2 separate regions of the Bombyx mori genome follow, and region 2 is linked to region 1. The links are chromatin contacts, called in public Hi-C maps. All regions are on one chromosome and are shown on one strand. The core of a region is the stretch at or near the end of the contact, and the rest is flanking DNA. Distances in the headings are between cores, read along the strand shown.

Region 1 (7,891 bases), core at 1,422-3,921:
TCTCCACGATTTAGCCGGGTTATCAGCCATTAAGCACCCAAGCGGAAAGCTACAGGTGCCGGAATATTAAGAGGTCCCATTGACCTACCAAAACTGAATGTAATCCGCATTAATACACCATTAAGTTTGCATTAGTATTTCATGATAACAGTAAATATTACGAACGATAGCTCGTTTACATTATAGAATAGGAGAGTTGAATTATTTTATAACTCAACCCAAAATTCAGAATAAGTTTGAGCTTAGTATTTATTCTAAAACTTCGCAATGATAAATGACTTCATATATACATCTAAATTTACAAAATATTTTACTCAGTATATTATATAATATTTAGAGCGTGTTTTTTGACAATTTCTTTTCAAAACAATCGTGATAACGCTTCTATTGAACCAAGGTCCGATCGTTACTTGACCGACATTAAATAAACGATCATTATATTGTTTTAACTTTTACCAGGTAATCAATAAGATGAACCGATTTATAATACTCAGTGACGTAATCGGTAAAACGAAAATTAAATAAATAAGTAATTTGAATTAGAAAGTCCGAATCTTAGAGGCACGTAATTCAATAAAAATCAAACCCGTAAAATGTAATATTTCCCGAATCACCACCGATGGTGAATCATGAGCTCGCACGAGCCAAGACTCAGTACGTATGTCTCAAGATGGGTGACGGAATTCATGTTGGAACTATTGAATGACCACATCATTTTATTGGTCTTTAGATTTCACCATATCGTTATATCTTTTAAATTATAATATTAGTGAATCCTTTGACGTTTCACACTATGACCGTCGCAAAACTATAGAAATACCCGTAATTTTTTTAAAGTTGCAAAACTATTGAAATACACTATTTTGTTTTAAAGTTTTTTTTAAACATATACTTAACTATTATTTCCTCGTAATGAACATTTCAAAAATCTTTCAATTTTTATTTAGGTATTGACAAATGTCGGTTAGGTTTTATAAAACTAAAAAAGAAATACCTAAATAGATTTTGTCACATTTCCGTATAATTTATACCTACATGAATATTAATACTGAACACGTAATAAATATTTATGAAAAGACAAATGTTAAGATATATAAAACAATGAATGCATGAAAAATCTGCCATATTCCGTAGTTTGAATTTTATTTTGCTAAAATAGACACACACGAAAGGCGGAATTTAAAGTAGGTAGGTAGGTACTACTATTAGCGTTATCTCCAATCATGTAGTCTTTCATGTCGAAGATTTTGAAAACAGACCTCCCGAAAAAAATTACTAATGAAATTTTAATGTGAAGCCATTAATTAATTTGTACATGTTGATGAATACCTAGAAAGCAACGGAAAGGCGTGGGTGCTTCTATTTGCACCAGGCTTATTTATAACAAGATACACGGCATTCAAGAGATAATAGCACCGCGAAAGTGTTACTCACTAATGGAGTTTCAATTAGTTTCTTGGCGGATAACCGTTTAATCATGTAAGTACAAAAAGTTCATAATTGCTAGGTAGTTCGTGTAACAAAACTGTTGGGCATATTTTGTTTGGCTCAAAACATACGTTTTTTCCTGAAATAATTTTCCGCTTAAACTTATGTTGTAAACAGCGGTCTGTTTTAATAATAGCGGTCTCACGACCTGTTGCTTTGAAATGCTAAAGAATAGAGTTCATTTTGATGTTAGCGTATACATTCTTTTTTTGGTTTTTATTTATTAAAACAAAATTTATTTTCTTGAAATACGAGTCTAAGTTTGAAATCTGTTGGGTTACAGTTTCGAACTAGTTTACACCAGTTTTACTAGATTACAATTTCCAATTAGAAATCCACATAAAAATCGAAAGATAAAAAAACGATTCGGAAAACCCCGGCGGTTATTAGGTACTTAATAATGAGCGATGGGCATTTTCGTTTTGAACGATTTTGCCACACCGTGAAGTCAAAAATTATCCACGGGACATGCTGATTAATTGCATTTAAATACATTAAGAAACATGAATATGCCTGTGCAATCACTTCTGGCATGTTATTATTACGAATGCAAAAGCAGGTAGGTTTCAAAACAACGAACACTCGAACACAAACGCATGCGTTATCACGCGTTATCAATACTGAACTTTATCCGTTTACACTTACTTCGCATTAATTGTATCTACTAGAATAATATAACGCGATAAGATTTATCAATTAAACAAGAGATGCAATTAATGAATTAGCTAAAAAAGCGCTTTTATAGATTATGAGCAAGGTCGACTCACCGGGTCGATGTCCGCCTCCCAGACGTCCTTCAGATCATTGGAGATGTCGAAATAAACCTCCATGTCGGGGCCGGTGTAGCACTACGGCCTCCGACGCGAAAGCACAAGAAACTCCCTCGAGAAAAACTCGCACAACACAACTGTCACCGGCTGTCCTTTCGCCGAGCGGAACTGTACGGTACGTAATGTTCCAAACTATTAAGCAAACAAACTCAAAGAACACTGTGCATTATCACGAGTTTACGTTCAATCGTTTACACTATCGATGCCCATTTGTTGTTGCAATAAAAATGTGTTTTTATGAAGTTTGCCCGAACGCGAGGAATGTTTGGTGCGCCCGTATTCGAGAATCGTACACACTATCGCGGCAGAGGGCGGCCAGCGAATGGTCGCGGACGGCGTTAGCGGCGTGCACGCTCCCCACTTCATGCCGCCCCCTCTTTGATAGCGACACCCAACTTCTCATTCATAACGTGATAGGGGGTAAAAACGACACACGCCAGGGGGTGCCTGCGTCCGGCCCACACAATACTCTACTAATTGTGAACTCTTATATCTCAATGAAGCGCTTCTCGACCGAGATGAAGCCGTGGGAATACACGTTTCCCCTTTGTGTTACTACACACGGTGACACATTTACGTTTATTTAATAAATTCATTGCACTCCACAACGTCGTTCATTATCATAACAAATCCTGCTGACAAATTGTGAAGGCAATAAGATTTTAAGCGAATTTGAAAACATCACAATTAAGTCAGTTCTTCTCTTTTCTTCTTGTTCTTTTCTTTTGTTTTCTTTCTTTCTTTTGTTTTTTCTTTCTTTTTCGTTCTTTCTTTAGTTCCATTCTTTTTGATATGATATGACATTTATTTATTAGACCTCGAAATATTTCAACAATTATTACTATTTTACTTCTTGAATTTTAATTTCAAGGTATGTTTTCAGTAGGTTTTTTTTTGATTATTGTATTCCTTCTTCGAGCCGATGAATTGTCAATGCTATGTATGCCATTATTGTCACATGCATCAGGCCATAAATTAAATACCTTAAGTTATTTTCAATGTTAAATGTATGTGAAGTGGCAGTACTTTTTTAAATAAATAAAATAAATAAATAAAAGTCATGCAATTTTTTTTTGCAACTAATAAACACCTGAGAAGCGTATTCCTTAAGAACTAAACTTTCCCTCAGTTAGCTTGACCACAAATTCGTTTAACGGAATATGCGAATAAGATATGCCTTTCTGAACTTTAAATAACCTACGCTGTAAATGACCACTTTACAAGCTTTTATAACATATTATATTATTTATTATACACAAAAAAAAAAAAACATCAACTGGTGGTAGGACATCTTGTGGGTCCGTACGAGTAGGTACCACCACCCCGGATATTTCTGCCGTGAAGAAGTAATGCATTTCGGTTGGAAGGATCAGATAGCCAAAGTTACTCATGTCTCAAGGTGGGTGGCGTCATTTATATTGTAAGTGTCTATGGGCTCCTGTATCCATTTAACACCAGTTGGGCCGTGAGCTCGTCACCCATCTAAGCAATAACAAATAGTATAAAACTCCGTATTGAGGGCCTTTTCCTGCTAGTTGATGAAAACTAAAAACCCACTTTCCTGAGAAGGCAAAAAGCATCAATGTACATTGATATAAAGTACTCTCTTATGTATGGTATGGGCCAGTGGGAACGCAAAGGGCCATGTTTTTTTTAATGCTTAGAAGGGTGGACGAGTTCACAGCCCACCTGGTGTTAAGTGGTTACTGGAGCCCATAGACATCCACAACGTAAATGCGCCACCCATCTTGAGATGTAAAGTCAATAATTGAATTTTCTCAACCTAATGTTTATTCCAGGGTAACAATTAATAATGATGACTTATAAACAGCTTAGTGTGTGCATAGAGGACGGGGTGGAGGATATGTTGGTAATTTTAAAGAAACAAAAGCGCTGAACATTTCTTTCAGAATCTTTCCAGCACTAATTGAAGTAAATTTCCACCGTTTGGCCAAAATCGGTCATATTTATTTGGTTTAAAACCGTGATATGAGCTATTAATCTATGTCAAAAATTCTATATAGCGACGATAGCTTTTTAATTTAAGTTCCATTTCTGTTCATTAAAAAGGTCTGTAAATAAATTTTACTACACATTAGCACAGATAATCTTTATTCATATTAAATTACAGAGAGTAAAACATTTAAATATCAATTTGTATTATAAAAGATCTTTGAATACTTAATGAATATCTAGTAAAATTATTTACAAAATTGAACTAATTCAAATTAATAAGATTAATATCACATTATAAGCATGCAGGTGTAAAAAAACACCTCGTTGTATACGTACGTGTATAATATACGTTTTACCTATAGCCGATAATGAAGATAACAAAAAATCGTTTTCTTTGATTTATAATATTGCTTACATAGTGTAAGCAATCTGAATTAAAAACACAATACGATAACCATCCAGATAAAATACATCCTGTATATAATGATTTTGCGAAAAGGATACTACCTCATACAAAAAAAAACACTACATTTAATGTTTAGTAGGTTCATGTCTAGTGGTTCATTTTAATTGTATTACATTGCGTGTTATGCGATAAATAAATTTTATTGTTTATTGTAACAAAGAGGAATGCATCATATATGTGCATAAATACTATGTACGTAATAAAACGTAATAAAATAGACATCTACAACGTAAATGCCGCCACCCACCTTGAGATACGGGTTCTAAGGTCTCAGTATAGTTACGAAGGCTGCCGCACCCTTCAAGTGGAAATGCATTACTGCTTCTTCTTCATTATTTTCAAGAGAGCTGGCTGTTTGAATTTCGTGTTGATTAAATTCATTTTCCTGTGTTCCCGGTGGGTGGTGTTATGAAGAGCGAAGGTATATGAGTTTGCAGAGCGGCGATGCCTCCGTGCAGAATGCAGACTCTAGGTACACCGCATTTCACTAAATAATCACTGAACTGAAACAAACGTTAAACACTTTGTAATTTACATCTACCTCTCACTTTGTATTAATAAATGTCTCTTCGACATTGCTAGCGTCAGGAACGCAGTCGCCTATCGCTAAACACTTTTTAATAGGCTTTTATTAGCCTCAGACGTATGTATGTTTGTAACGGAATCTTTGAACATGATTTTGACCCCCTTCAAAACGTCGGATTAACTCGAAATTTGGTATATTTATTAAGGACCGAAGACAATTCGCTTTTTCAAGTTATATTTCTTTAGGCGCGTTATAAAAAATTGATGAGAGTGAAATTTTACGATCCGCGGGCACCGTGACACAAAATTAACAGAATGAAGATTAAATTTTAAATAAGAAAAAAGAAATAAATTTAATAAAAATAAAGTATAACTTCTTACGCGCGTACATAAGTATTAACATTTTTTCTTACACTATTTTTAATTCAAATTTATTAAAAAAATAATTCTATTTTTTACTTGGATTTTCTATAAAAACGTATTTTGTCAGTTTTTTCAAACTATTATTTATTTTTTCCTTACCTAATCACTGGTAGCTTCGAACTACGCGCGGAACTACCTAGCCCACTGAGTTTCTCGCAGAATCTTCTCAGTGGGTCGCAATTCCGATCCGGTGGTAGATTCTGCGAAGCACCGCTTTGGCTAGGGCTAATGTTAGCAAATTCTCTTAAGTTGAGCCCGCGAGCTCACCTAACCGTCCGTGCGTAGCTGCAATAGCTGGCTACCGGCGAATAGGTAGGGGGAAAAAACAGCCAACATCTGCATTAGATCGAAGCGTTGCCTCTTTTTTTTTAAGGGATTTTATGTGACCTGGTAACTAAGACCTTTAGGTCATGTCTTATTTTAGTTTATATTCTTATTTTTATGAAAAATGATAATATGGAGTGAAATGAAATGAAGACGATTAATTTGAGACATTAATCAACTGGGATGAATTACTGACATTTACTGAGATTTTTTCAGTGGACTTTTTGGGAGGATCCCGAGAAGTTACGTCCAGCGGCTTTGTTTCATTTTCCCACATTTGTGCACTTTCACAGATATTAAACAGTTAATAAACCTGAAGAAACACTAAATAGACAAAATAAAACAAATCACACAACTTCACTCCTCGCGTTCCTGCCAAAAAGTCGAGCGTTTCCTCCCTAACTTTATAACACACTACCCTCTTCAATTTCTTAAGTCAGTAGTAAAGTAGGAAGGTCGGTCTACCTCAAAAAGTGTGACCAGCAATTTAAATTATTTTCTTGTTCATTCCGCGCGTATTTTTATTTAAAGTTATACATTGTTATAATAAAAAATTACAATGTAGTAATAATCTATATAATTATGACATTCAGTAAGCGAGTTGCTATACGATTCCAAACTGGCTTATTTATCATTTACTTTCGTCACTCATTACCTACAATCCAATTGTAACGTACATAATTAAGCAACTTTGATAATAATTGAGGAATTCTATACGAATTTATTGTTTTATATTATTGAATTATGTAATTTCGTTTTATCAGTGTACGTGTAGTGGTGACGAATCGGTTAACAAAGTTTTGTTATACTCGGCTAAATTAATATTAATTGGACATAATAATAATAACTGTAAATCACGCATATTCATTGGACTCCCACTTTACTGGTGGTAGGACCTCCTGTGGATTCGCGCGGGTGGGTAACACCGCCCTGCCTATTTCTGCCGTGAAGCAGTAATGCGTTTCGGTTTGAAGGGTGGGGCAGCCCTTGTAACTATACTGAGACCTTAGAACTTATATCTCAAGGTGGGTGGCGCATTTACGTTGTGGATGTCTATGGGCTCCAGTAACCACTCAACACCAGGTGGGTTGTGAGCTCGTCCACCCATCTAAGCAATAAATAAAAAAAATCTGCAATTTAAGATTCTTTGAGCTATGGATACCAGAGACTGATAAACATACTGGTATATGTTTAAATATATATAAAAACACCCAGTCAAAGAGCAAACAAACCTGTTCATTACAAGAATGTTTGCCCGATGTGGGAATCGAACCCACGACCCTTGGCGCAACAGAGGCGCTAACTTCTACACCACTGAGTCAGGACATACCGCGGTCTACATGGTACCAACTTACTGTAACATCGTATACAGGCCTTTAGAACGGAAACGCTGTGGGTTTGATAGAGAATTAGGCGGATGGTGGTGCTATAGGCTCACAATACGACGTACCGCTAATTATAACAGTGATCGGGCGATACATGTTAGGTCATATTTATAACATGAGTTAGACGCACATAATATAAATGCTGACATAATTGCATTAAGCTGGATATAAGTACATCGGGCGTATTACGCATTAGGCCATGTTTAGGTTTATTGCCTTTCATATTTATATTCGTTAGCTTCTTCTTCTTTATTTTTTGGCTCCGGCACGGTTTGTGCATTAGCCAGCGTCAAGTAATAATATTTTTATAATTCGCCGTTTTAATTATTTACAGTTTATGAATAATAATAAAACAAAAGAAACTTAATCAATTGGCATGAAATTAAATGAAATGAGATGAAATGATATGATATGGGATGAAATATAATCTCAGTAAAATGGTGGTCATTTACTGAGACTTTTTCAATTGACTTTTTAGAGGATCCCGAGAAGTT
Region 2 (7,891 bases), core at 2,240-4,739, 45 kb before region 1:
TGGAACTGGAATAGCCTCCTAGGCTACCAGCAAATAGGTACGAGAAAAAAAATATAGGCTAAGCCTTAGCTTGAAGCCGTCGAATGTGTTTCATTACATTAGTGATTATTTCTCAGGATGAAAGCAGCGACAGTAACTTTACGGTTTTTGTGATCTACAAGTGGAATATGTTTTCTTTTGCGCTAATATAATATAGTATCGTAAAATTACTCAATCAATACAAGATTTATGAAAAATAACAATAAAAATAGATCTCGCAATTTGTCCTAACAAACACGCTACCAAGTTTTTCCGTAATAGCTGTACAAGTAATTAAAGCACTTGTTACACAGTAACAAATTATGGTCTTGTGAACAGATTTTATTTGCTGTTCAACAAGTTTGAACTTTTCTTTTTTCTGTGAAGATTATATTTTTTATTTAATTGCATAGATATATAAACCGGCTCATGTCTTAATTGATGTTAAGTGAACCAAAAGAATGATTAACACAATTGTCCACGATCTTTATGCTATTGTCAATGACAGAGGCAACTGAATAAACCAGTTTTAATAACAAAAAATCCTTAAGCATATCTGTGCAAACAGCATGAGCCACAATATTACGACGTACATATGAGACTATAATTTTACGTTATTACGTCATAATCGAACTCTCAAGAAATAACCCGCACATGACGCCGGGGAAGCCCAACTTCATCGTAAATATTATTCTTATACAAAATCCTTATCTATTTGTTTAATTATTACAATTACGATATAGCCGTAAACCATAAAGATAAGAAAGTCCGTGTCGTTTCATTCGTTAAATGATTTCGTGTTTTCCTAATTTTATAAGATAATCTTAGTGAGTGTTAGTCCGAATTGTCGTTATTATGACTTTGTAAAGTTTATAAATAAATATGAGTACATAAATAAAATTAAGTACGGTCTTTCTCCCCTGTTTGTTAATCTTTTATGTTTTATGTAATTTCCTTTTATTTGTCGTAGCTAGTGAACACATTTAGTGTTATCGATAAAAAAATCGACATAGTAATTTTTTTTTTCAATAGCATATTGATTAGCATATTGAGTAATTAAAGTAAATAAATGTAATAAATAAAAATAATGTAATTCTTGAGTAGTCAGGGATTGTGGTCGAAGTTCGTTGACCGAAGGAACCCTTGTCAACTGTTTTTCGAATTTGTCTGTGTTTCAAGATATTGACAATTATGTGAATTTGAGGTCTAAAAATAAAATAGTTAATTGTAGAAAGATATTATAAAAAAATTAGAAAATAATTTTATTTCATTATTTTTTAACATTTAAATATATTTGGCTTTTGTGGCTACGATTCAATCGAATACCATTTATTTGGTCTTTGTAGTCTGCAACTGTATTATTTATTAGACGCATGCATACATTTAAATTTTGTCGACGATAAAAAATAAAAATATTTGGCAATGAGATCCATTATTCAAACAGCCTAGTTACTACACAAAGGTTTCTTGAACAACACGTATCCATAATCTAGGAGTGTCCAAAAAAGGTGTAAACCTCAAAATGAATTAAGCCAAACTAGCGGTAGAAGTCGCCTCTAACGGTACAAATGGAATGCAGACCGCGACAGGTGAATCTATATTCCATGTATACCTACTGTAGCGTTATGACTTTTCACGTGCCAGATAAAGATTGTTTTTCGAACTTTCAATCATTCTTCGTTGATTTAGTGTTTATAGTTTTGTTGTCACATTTGTTATGTACCATTATGAAATAAATTTGATCCTATATTGTTGTCCTTATGTGTATTTAGAATATATCTGCGTATTTGGCTGCGTTTTTAATGTTATCTTTAATTTTTATTGCATTCATAGGTGAATAAGTTGACGAAACTGACGTAGATTTCGCCATCCAACCCAGGGACATGACGGGCTCCTTAGCCTTCAAGCCGCAACGCATTACTGCTATATTACAGAAATGGGCAGTTATTTTTTGATTGCAGAATAAAATAAATATTTCCTTCGAAAAATTATAGCTATCGGTGGGATTAGAACCCTGGTACCGTTGCATCACTTGATACTACTTCGACACCAAACGTCTTATCCTTTAAGCCACGCCGAATTAAATGAATATTACGTTTTAGTACATATTAAATACATTTAATACATGCAGATCGTAAGATTTATTGTCGGTCCTAGATCAAATCAATAAGAGCAGAGATAGAGAAAGCATAGCCAGAAAAGGTATCGACATCGGACAAGCAAATATAAAAGTTAAATAACACAATACGTTTGGAAACTTGAGTCATTGTTATTGTACGTTTTAATGATTCATTTGGCAGCTCGTTACTGATATCCGCTTGACAGTGATCGGGTCCACGGTCAGTATTACTTTGTGTACAACTTCTACGCGAATCTTAAAGCACAAATTTTAATTATCAACCGAAGGGACAATTTATTGCGCTTGCAGATTATCGGTTAGAATTAACAGAATATGAACTTTAAATGTGGGCACGGAATTTTATTCATTTAGAGCAGCCTCTCCCAAAGTGGGCGATACGCCCCCTTGTGGGTGCTGCAGGCCTAAAGGGGGCGATAAGAGAATCAGAAAAAAAATTGGGGGCGTTGTGTATAGGTTTGAGAGACGATTTGTAATTTCATCTAGAAGGACTCTTAGACACCGACTGAGCTATGGCTATAGTGGTTTTTAAGTAGGTGAAAAAATGGGGACGCTAAAAAATAGCTTAATCTCAAAGTGGGCTGTAAAAATAAGTTTGGGAACCCCTAATCTAGAGTGTACTGAACCTTCGCGCCAAAAGGGCAGTCGTTATAGTCGGCAATTGAATATTATACCCCATGTCTCGTTCTTTATCACCCTTCTTTACTGTGGTAGCTTATGGTGGATACCGGAAACATACACATACGGAAAATCGGAAATAATCTTCGACCCTCATTTTTTTAATTTTTGTATTGCTTTCGTAGGCATATGAGTACACGGCCCATCTGATGGTAAGTGGTCACCGTCGCTCATATTAGTCAGCAGTGCCAGGAGCAGAGCCAAGCCGCCGCCTACTATTGAGTATTCTCAGCAAGCCTCGTTTAAACAAGGTACATATCCCATAAAAAAAAATTTTATTTTTTTATTCCTTCGATGGTTGGACGAGCTCACAGCCCACCTGGTGTTAAGTGGTTACTGGAGCCCATAGACATCTACAACGTAAATGCGCCACCCACCTTGAGATATAAGTTCGAAGGTCTCAAGTATAGTTACAACGGCTGCCCCACCCTTCAAACCGAAACGCCTTACTGATTCACGGCAGAAATAAGCAGGGTGGTGGTACCTACCCGTGCGGACTCACAAGAGGTCCTACCGCTACCGTAGTAGTAAATATAATATATAGTAGTATATTAAATTTGCAAATATTAAAGCGTGTTATCACAGTATGTATGTAAATAGGACAAATTTCCAACACGGCCGACCGCAGGTATTCAAAGCTCCGTGTCGTATCGTCCAAAGCACATATTCGTGACACGTTCTGTAGCGGACATATTCCAGTAATCCATGAATCCTGAACCCACACTAAGTACATTGTACATTTTCCAGATCACAGTACATTTTATTATAGAATTATACTTGCTCGTAAACCTCAGAGGTCGAGGTTAACGTTTTGTTTATCTTTCGAACAGAAGCGTTGTAATCATCGGACCACGTGTAACTCAAAAAGCTTTGACATCTGTGTCTTGAACAGCACAGATTTAATTTGCAATTGCATTAGCAATCTTAGTTAATTTTTTGCTGATTTTTTTTTTGATTAGGTGGGTGGCCCATAGACGTCTACAACGTAAATGCACCACCCACCTCGAGATATAAGTTCTAAGATCTTAGTATAGTTACAATGGCTGTCCAGCCTTCAATCCGAAACGCATTGGTAAGTTCTAAACTAAGAAAGTTTAATTGATGTGTCTCTGTTTTTGTCGTATCACTCTTGTCAGAGCGATTGTGGTCGTCATTAAGTATCATTGCCGTGAGCAGATGTTATGCGCCTTCCGAGTAATCACCATTTCTTCCGGTTTATGGTGAGACTTTGTGCTTAGTGCGAGTTTGTTAACGTTCTCGATAGCGTAAAAGTTAGCCCAATTTTGTATGTCGTTGGAACAGCGCCCCTAGCGGCAAACGTAGGCAAACGATCCCATTCCATACAAATATGAGCTAACTTTTACGCTATCCGAGCTTCACCGCAGAAGTTAACAAGACGCTGTGTTTTTATTATATCCTTCTCATAATCTTAAATGTGTCGGTAATGTTCTGTGAGACTGTGAGCAAACAGAATTGATCGATCGATGTCGTTTACGTCATTTCGTGTTTTATATCAAATGAGGAGTGACTTTTCAAAATGGCTTATTTCTGTATGATCATTTTTTTCAGGAACAAGAAAAATACGAAAACTTTTCATACATGAACATTTTTAGTAACAAACTTTTATTTACATAATCTTGGTAGGTTAATAGATCGTTTCACAGTGTATATATATTTTTTTAATACTTTAAATTATGAGTTATTATCATATGATTTAGGGAAATAAGCAATTTAGTCGCAAACTCCAAGAAATAAGATGTTTTGTTTCAGCACTCCTAAGAAATAAGCCATTTTGTTATGTTGTTTTAAGCCTTTTTGATACGTATTAACAAAATTTCCCTACAAAATGTTCTAGATGTGAGCCATTTTGAAAAAAACACCTATCATAATTAGTAGGGCCGAGAATTAATGTGAATTAAGCTATTTTGTTGCGGAAAGCATTTTCTATGGCCATTTTCTTCGAGATTTAAGTACTTTAGAACCGGACACTTCACGTCATACGATGTAAATGTACACAAAGTTCCGATTGGCATTAAAAAAATAAGTAAAATTGGGAACCCGAAATAAGCCGTTTTGAAAAGTCACTCCTCAAATGTTTTAAATGTTTTATATCAACTATACCGATACCATATCTAAAAGTTTACTGGAACAAACTATATTATTTCCAAACATTGTTATTTAATAGATTATGTTCAAGGGCGAATTGTCTTACGAAATATAATTATATTATCGTGTCGTTTGTGAGCGAAAATTGCTATTGCATAATTTATTTATCGAGAATTAGGTCTTTTGATTAATTAAACTTAATTTGAATTCACTAGATTGATTAACCTTAACTAGATTGATTAAATATTGAAACGTCATATCGTCTTTATTATTTAGTGTTTATCGGACGTGTCCTACTCACTGAACTAACTGCATTAACGACATTCATACATACACTATAATTATCTATTAGGTCATACGTCAGAAAAAAATTTAAACAAGAAAAGTTACCTCAAATGGTTTTATAAGTAGCAATCTTTGACAATGAGATTTATTTACACTCAGATTTATGAAAATTAAAGTAAAACTCAAGGAAACAATCAAACAGTAAAATGGAACGGACTTAAAAATCACCACCAAACCAACCTTTGACCTTTTCCGTACTGTTTTTTATAGCCAGCGGCAATCTACCCTCAAATAAAAATGTCAAAAAGAGTTAAACATCTAATTTTTTTTAAGGGATTTTATGAACTGGTAACTAAGGCCTTTAGGTCAAGTCTTATTTTAATTTATATTTTAATTTTTATGAAAAATGATAATATGAAGTGAAATGAAATGAAATGAGATGAGACGATATGGTATGAAATATAATCTCAGTAAAATGGTGGTCATTTACTGAGACTTTTTCAGTAGACTTTTTGGAGGATCCTGATCCAGAAGTTATGTTCAGCGGTTTTGTTTCTTTTTCCCATATTTGTGCACTTTCACAGATACTAAACAGTTAATAAACCACCGTTATTACACATTTAACCTCGAAGAAACACTAAATAGACAAAATAAAACAAATCACACAACTTCACTCCTCGCGTTCCCGCCAAAAAGTCTCTAATATTTTATAGGCATCGTTTTAAAATAACCCGCTATTTCCTAAATATATTATCATGTAATACACAAAAAAACCTAACACCGTCTTAAAAGTATTCAAACAATAAGCTCACGAACATTATTAAAAATAATATCATTCAAGCTCGTGCATCTACAGATATCTATTTTGAACATTATTATTCAATATCTCTTCAAGAAAATTAATTTATTTAATTAAAAATACCTGTTATGTTGCACTAACTAAAACGCCAAAATGTCACATCCAACGTTCCAGCCGGAGATCGTATTATGGTAATTAGGTATCGATTTATTAACATAATCTCAAATGGGTGTGACGTGTTTAGTATATCCTGATCACGTGTCGAACCTTTGATGAAGAATTCTTGTAAGCTATTTGACTACAATATAACCTAAGTTACGTAGGTTGTATTATCACAATCAAATATGTCCGTTTTCGTTCAGGAAATAAACGACATACTGAGGTTTAAATGTACAAGATATTAGCTGGCCCGGCAAACGTTGTTTTGCCATATAATTTTTTTAATAAATAACTTGAGGCCGACTGCAGCGACATCTGCCGGGCTGATTTGTAAATCTAAACCATTCTCGAATCCACCTGAAGGTACACAGATTTTTTTATTAAAATCGGTCCAGCCGTTTAGGAGTTCAGTGACAAACACACGCACAGAAGAAATATATCTATCTATTAAGATAAACACCACGAAAAGCATCTAAAAACATGAATAATAATTTAATTCAATTCAGATAGTTTTGGGCAATGAATTTTCTTTGAGAAATGTCGATTTAGTCCACACAGCTTGCCCAACCTGGCTTCAGCGAACTATTACTGCAACATTTCGGCTCGCACTCAACGATGACTCGCTTTTCCTTGAAGAAATCAACCGAATCCGGGCCAAATATGTAACGTGCTGTTTTAAAATAGTCTTTATTGCTTTCCCACAAAGTTCAACTATCGAAAATTTATTGAGAATCAACAATAAGATCAGAACGTGCGGTACTAACAAAATAAATGCTATTTTATTTATTAGAGTCGTAGTGTCGTTGAACCTGTACGTCGGGATCGATATATATATATTTTTTGTTATTATACCGCTAATTTTTAGCGTCCACATTCTGATGGCTGAACCAGTTTGCGATAAGGTTTGAACATGCTCCAATTATCGTAACGAATAATGTCGGTAATCAGCTGTAACGAATTATTTTCATTGTATTTAATTGGCAAGACGCACGACGAAGGTTTTACAGTTATCACGGAATCTTGTGTGGAAATTTTAGCTGGTATTTTTGAGTAGAGTTACTTATCGCACGTTTTGGTCGCGGGCCGATGGCCTAGATGGAAAAAAGCGTAACACTGAAAAACAAAACCAAAAACCGACAACTTTTTGCAGTGATTTTTGAGGCAATTCCCCAGGAAACTAAAACAGACATTTTTTATTCTATTGATTTAGCTTGCAAATAAATTTCGAGAATATAGAAAATATTAAGCAAATCGGGGCAACACTAGTACTTTATACATTCATTTAACTAAAATTAATCAAATGAACTGTTTTCTTAGTGTTAAAATTATTGATAAAATTATTGATATAAGTACAACGCATGTAAACAATTGTTTAAGACGGTATTCAAGAGAATTCATAAACAAACTACCCCCACTTTTCTACTATAAATACGAGTGGCCATTACATTCCGACTTGGACAGCCGAACCGAGTGCAGCTCCGTTTTTTTATTATTATACACTCAAAATTCAATTATTTGTAGGAATAAGTTTTAATCACTATTTTTTAAACCAACATGGCAAGTCGCCCCATCAAATTATTTATGTATTTATAATAAGTAATGAATATATGTACTTCTTTACTATATTCCAGAAAAATGTCTCCCTCCACTAATAAACAACTTTATTAACATTTATTCACACTTAACGATACGTTTAATTATTTTATACC

What was found. Hi-C and Micro-C count contacts between places; a contact is called where the count stands out from the background.
Region 2: a Hi-C map of posterior silk gland shows a contact between it and region 1, with 1.7 times the contacts expected there. The contact joins the enhancer-like site here to the promoter of LOC101743362 in region 1. A contact is called at or near these places in 3 of 7 Hi-C or Micro-C datasets (middle silk gland, posterior silk gland and whole pupa).

Annotation. Positions count from the first base shown.
Region 1 is chr13:4,950,153-4,958,043 of ASM3026992v2, reverse strand. LOC101743362 (cyclic AMP response element-binding protein A) reads right to left here and starts at 2,671. Exons shown (of 7, transcript XM_004927904.5): 1 at 2,256-2,671. The coding sequence starts at 2,318. LOC134199954 (a long non-coding RNA gene) reads left to right here. Exons shown (of 2, transcript XR_009974650.1): 1 at 1-1,479; 2 at 2,234-2,624. LOC101743643 (TBC domain-containing protein kinase-like protein) reads right to left here. Exons shown (of 13, transcript XM_004927906.5): 13 at 4,414-5,243. The coding sequence ends at 5,118.
Region 2 is chr13:4,995,694-5,003,584 of ASM3026992v2, reverse strand. All of the region lies in intron 1 of LOC101743362 (cyclic AMP response element-binding protein A), which reads right to left. Among protein-coding and RNA genes, the nearest start is that of LOC134199956, 19 kb to the right of the region's middle. Within about 2 kb of position 3,489, at least 3 of the 8 cell types and tissues checked have open chromatin away from gene starts, as enhancers often do.